2 separate regions of the Mus musculus genome follow, and region 1 is linked to region 2. The links are chromatin contacts, called in public promoter capture Hi-C maps. All regions are on one chromosome and are shown on one strand. The core of a region is the stretch at or near the end of the contact, and the rest is flanking DNA. Distances in the headings are between cores, read along the strand shown.

What was found. Promoter capture Hi-C pulls out the DNA fragments that hold promoters and counts their contacts.
Region 1: a promoter capture Hi-C map of pre-B cells shows a contact between it and region 2. The contact joins the promoter of Etnk1 here to the promoter of Itfg2 in region 2.

What each region holds. Positions count from the first base shown.
Region 1 is chr6:143,165,810-143,168,602 of GRCm38.p6, reverse strand. It overlaps Etnk1 (ethanolamine kinase 1), which reads right to left and starts at 1,373. Exons shown (of 8, transcript NM_029250.2): 1 at 967-1,373. The coding sequence starts at 1,122.
Region 2 is chr6:128,423,559-128,426,258 of GRCm38.p6, reverse strand. It overlaps Itfg2 (integrin alpha FG-GAP repeat containing 2), which reads left to right and starts at 1,349. Exons shown (of 12, transcript NM_133927.1): 1 at 1,349-1,541. The coding sequence starts at 1,446.

The sequences.
Region 1 (2,793 bases), core at 124-2,623, about 15 Mb before region 2:
CCTATATACTTGGCCAACAGGCACACCTTAAATGTCAAAGTCTTTTGTCTAACAAGTTTCTTCCCCAAAACATATGGGTCGGTCTCTTTCAGCTGCTCAGAACACTTCTAACAAGAATCGAAACTAAAACTCATAAAAGCCCCCAAGTGTCAGGAACTGCTCTGGGGCCTAGACACTACTCATGTTTTAATTATACTAAAAAAAAAATTTAGCAAAAAACTTAAATCAATAAATCCTGTATAAACCCCCAACAATGTATTGGAGTCATCAAAATGACAGACGTCTTGAATAATACAAATTACTGCTCAAATCTAAAACAATCCCAAACCGTTAAAATTTTACTAATTTGGCTTGTTTGCAAGGAAAAAGGAAATTCACCTTAGTAATCCTACAAGCTGTGCACTGAAAAAACTATAACCAATTACACCAGATAAATTGTGGGTATGGTGGATCATAACTTGCAAGTGCCTTTTTTTTTTCCTAATCCTAGCTTTTCGGGGGTAGGGGTATCCTTCTGAGAATTTTTGTCTTTAAAGCCACTGACTCACGAAAATATTCCCAGGCCACTGCTCACTCCAACCCTGAGCATTAATTCTTCTAAGACTTTACAAATTTAGAAACCTTCCAATTCAAGCCTTCCTATAACGCACGGCATAGCGTTCCCTAGCATCCTGGCGTGGGCAGCAGCAGGTCCCCGGTCATTCCGCTTTGGAAAGGAGTTGTTCTCCCGCGGCTCGGAGATGGGGATGTGGGAAGATCTCGGGCTGGATAAGGCAGGGATGGGAGGGAAGCGCAGGGGAGGGAGGGCAGCGGAGAGGACCGCGGGAGGCGGATGGGCTGCGGGGTCTGGGAGGAGAGGCATGACGAGGGCCGCGGCAGCCATCCCCGGGAGCCTCTTCAGGGGCCGGGCAGACGTCGCTGACGCGGCGGCTTCGGGAAGGAAACCCGGTGCCCGTCCGGCCTCACCTGCAGGGTCACCTCCCGGGGGTCCCAGTGCGGCCGCAGGTGCCGCAGCAGGCTCAGGGCGCCGTCGCGGCAGCGCTGCTCCTCCTGGTCCTGCACCGTCACGTCGAGCTTCGGCACCTCGGGCGAGCCGGGCGGGACGTGGATGTAATTGGCCATGGCCCAGGCGACGGCGGACACGACCACGACGACCACGGCGACGGCGACCACGAGCGCGGCGGGCGCCGGCAGGCTGCTGGACCCTTCCGTCCCGGGGCGCCCTCGGCGGAGGGCTGCGGCCGCTCGGACGCACGGGCGGGCGGCGGGGGCAACCGGGCGGCCGGACGGGGTGCGCAGTGCAGAGACGCGGAGGCACGGCCGCTCTCGGGAAGATGCCTCAGTGCGCTAGACCGCGGGCGGCCGCGAAGCATGCCGGGACTGGCCTGACGCTAGCGTCACGCCGGGGGCGGAGCCTCGGCTGCGTCAGGCGGCTGGCGGGGTGGCGAACCCCGCGGCACAATGGGCGGGCCTCGGGGCTCTTGGGGATCGGGGTCTCGGGGAGCGCGCACCGCCAGGCACTCCGCTACTGTGGGGTTGGCTGGGCTCCTGCACCCGAAGGAGTCCGAGCGCGGCCGAGCCCAGCCGGAGCGCTTACGAGCCTTGCCGAACACTGCCGAGCCCTGCCGGAGCACTGTCGAGCTTTGCCGAGCCCTACCGGGGCTCTAACGAGCCTTGCCCGAGCGCTACCGGAGCCCTACCGAATTCTGCCGAGCTCTGCCGGAGCGCTGTCGAGCTCTGCCGAGCCCTTTCGAACTCTACCGATGAGCTGTGGAGTGCTACCCAGCCCTGTCAGGAGTCAAGGAAGCGTCACCTTTCTAGATCACTAGGGTCGTGGGCTCTGCTTACTTAGGGCTGACGTTCTTACGGGACGCAGAAGGCACGTCCTGAAATAACCCTAAATTTAAGCTGTGAGCTTAGCCTGGCCTCAACCGGCCAAGCTGGATTAATTTGCTCGCCTTGTTCCTGAAGCTGTGTGCACAGAACTACATGCTTGCTTGGTTCAGCAACCCAGTTCCCTTTGACGGTACATAGAAATCACAGTATTTGGGGCAAACTTTACGTAAAGTGAGAGTAAACCGGTGACAGTGGTGTGATGACCTATACCTGTCCTAGTTCTCAGGTGCCTAAGGCAGGATTGCCACGAGTTCCAAACCAGCCGGGCTACATAGTGAGTTCCAGGTTTGCCCGGGATATACTTAGTCATCAGCCGACCGATAATAGACGACTGAAACACTCATTTTAAGGGTCAGATAGTTGACGTTGCTGAGAATTATTCAAAGCCGGTTATATAAGGTAGAGACTCGGAGGGAATTGGAAGGAAAGAAAATTAGATCTGTCATGCTAAATCATAGCGCGTCCTGGGACTCGCACGGCTACATGAAACCTCCTGTATCAGAAAGGCTCTGCTCTTTGCTTGTTAGAGAAATACTGGCAACCGGATCATCTACAAGTTTTTGGTCCGCCCTTGTGCTTTCCTTTTATGACGGAGACAATGGAGGTGACTTTCACCTTGACTTCTGGCCTCCCCGGGGCTGAGTACAAGTGAATAACTTGTGAATGATCAAATGTTGTATTACCCATTAGCACACATTTATGTTCTCATTGTTCTGAATGAGGCTACATACCTTTGTAAGTCACAAATAAGTCTGAGATAATGATAAACTTCCTACACTAAAAAGTGGGAAATCCACTCCTGCATTTTTGCAACATTGTAAATTTATTGACCATTTTCCAGACTTGAGTATGTGTTTTTAAAAACCACTATGTAGCCCAGCAGTGGTGGTGAACGCC
Region 2 (2,700 bases), core at 100-2,599:
AGCCAAATGTAGATTAGCTTGCACATGTAAAACTAAAGGGTTTTCCTCCTTAAGAGAGTCTCAGTGTGTTTCAGGCTGGCCTCAGACTGCATGTGATTGACAATAATCCTGAACTGCTGCCTCTGCGTCCCTAGCGCCAGGACTACAGGAATTTCTATCGAGTGTCTTTTGTTTTTATTGACTTTTTGTTGGAGATGGGGTCTCATGTAACCAAAGCTGACATAGAATTACACAGCCAAGGCTGATACTGATCTCTTGATCCTCCTGCCTCTGCCTCCCAGGTGCTAGAATTACAGGCGAGCACTACCACATGTAGTTTAACTAACACTCCTGTTGCCTTGATCACATCTCAGAAGAAAGGCAGAACCTGGTTTATCAGGGAAAGTATCCCAAGCAGCCCCAGTCATGAGAATAATGGCCCCACCTAAACTAGAGTAAGGCCACTAGAAACAGGTCTCTTTGTGCTGGGGTGGGGCTACATCATGCCTCGGGTCCAGAATCCCAGCAGCCTTCACTTCCATGGGAACTGCAATAGTGACAAAAGAGCTCTAACATTTTACATCAGACATCTTGGTTTGAATCTCACGTCTACCACTTTCTGCAAAGTTACTCAATCTTGATGAACATGGTTTCCTCACCTGAAGAAACAATAAAGCTTACATAATTTTGCTGATTAAATAATACATGTAAGGTGTGCTTTGCAATAGGTATTTTTCAAACTGCTGCCCATAAAGTACACAGCATAATTTTTTCATTATAATCCAGGGTATATATATATATATATATATATCCCCAAAACAAGGCTTTAACAAAATAACACGATTTACTACTTAGATCTTTTTCTCTTTGTCTGTTTTCATATTTTTAAAATCTTTGTGGTGGCTCTCCTGCTACATGTGTATGTGTGCATCACCTAGGTGCCTGGGAAGCCAGAAGAGGTTGTCTGGCGTCGGACTTCTTAGAACTGGAATTACAGATGGATGGGTGCGAGCACCATGTCGGGGCTAGGAATCTTCCCAGGGTCCTCTACAAGAGCAAGCAGCCAGTGCTCTTAATTGCTGAGCTCTATTTTTGGCCCCTTAAGTTTTGTTTTTGTTTTTTTTTTAACGTGGGTTGTAATCCACTACATTGCGTTGACAACTCCATTAGGGAATTTCATAAAAATTGTTGGAAAACAAAGCTGTTAATTATGACGGCTATTACTATGACCCGAGGGATGGTCTGAATCCCCCTCAGAGAAAAAGGTCAAGCCCCAGGTATCAAGTCAGCTCCTGGCACGGAAGGCCCGCCTCCTCCCCTAAGGTTAGGGGAAGAAAGCCGGAACTCAAGGCTTAAGCGGTGACGTAGACTTCCGGTTCGGTGGCCTGACACGCGTGCACGGCTGTCCTGAGGGCTCGGGGGTCGTTTTGGTGCAGTGGCCCGGCACCTCAGCCCTCCAGAGTGCCATGAGGTCGGTTAGTTATGTGCAGCGCGTGGCGCTGGATTTCAGCGGGAGTCTCTTCCCGCACGCCATCTGCCTCGGAGACGTGGATAACGACGCGGTGAGTGCATGCGCACTGCAAACCACTGCATTTGGGCGGAGCGAGATGGGGGTGGTGGGAACGACACGATGGCGTGTTGTGCGCTTGCGCACTGGAGTCAACATGGCGTGCGGAACAGAAAATTTTGATTGACAGTATCGCTCTGAGACCGTCACTGCAGGAGGCTTAGTTGGGCCAGAGCCTCTAGTAGTTATTTTTTGTTTTAGCTTTAAAATTTATGTGTAGAGTGTTTTGCTTGCATGTGTGTCTGTGTACCGTGTGTGAGCAGTGCCCGTAAAAGCCAGAAGAGGAACGCTGGGTCCCCTAGAACTGGCGTTAGAGACATTTGTGAGCTGCCACTGCTGGGGATTAAACCCCATTCCTCTGGAAGAGCTAATGTCCTATCGCTGAGTCATCACTCCAGCCATATTTTATTTTTTTATCATTAATTTTAAGAAGACAGGTTGTTGGTTCTCTTGCACAGTTCAGTGATTGTCAGGATAGGAGGTTGTAAAAGCCTGTTTCCCGCGTTATTTCCTTTCGTAGCCGCAATTCCCTTGCAAAACATCTTTACATTTCAAAGCCCATTTTTTAACCTGTAAATTGCATTTAATAATATCCCTCTACCTATAGCTTTCCCTCCCCCCCCCCCCATTCCCCATGCTACCATGCTTGCCCACACTCTTGGCTGCTATTGCCACACTGTTGTATTGCTCCTACACTGGAATTAACCGGTAGATATCTCTGCTGCCTCCAACCTACCGCAGATACCCCATAATCAGTGTGGACCATGCGAGGCTTCTACTGTGCCTACCCAGAATTGACTCAGGTGTCTGGCGACTTTGTAGTGTTACCTCTTCGTTGAAATACAAAAGCAATTTCTACCTACTTTTTTTCTTTCCTAGGCAGTTGATGCTTTTCTCGTCATTTAAATAAATAAATGCACATTAAGCAGGTAGAACGATGACAGGCACACAGTTAAGGCTCTGGAACTGTTAGTGTTAACAGTATTAGCAGCCCCACCCCACCCCCGCCGCCAGGCCTACCATAGGAAATATTAAAAAAAAAAAAAAATGGGACTGTACCTAGTATGTTCAGATTTCTTTCTTTCTTTCTTTCTTTCTTTTTTTTTTTTTTTTTTTTTTTGGTTTTTTCGAGACAGGGTTTCTCTGTATGGCCC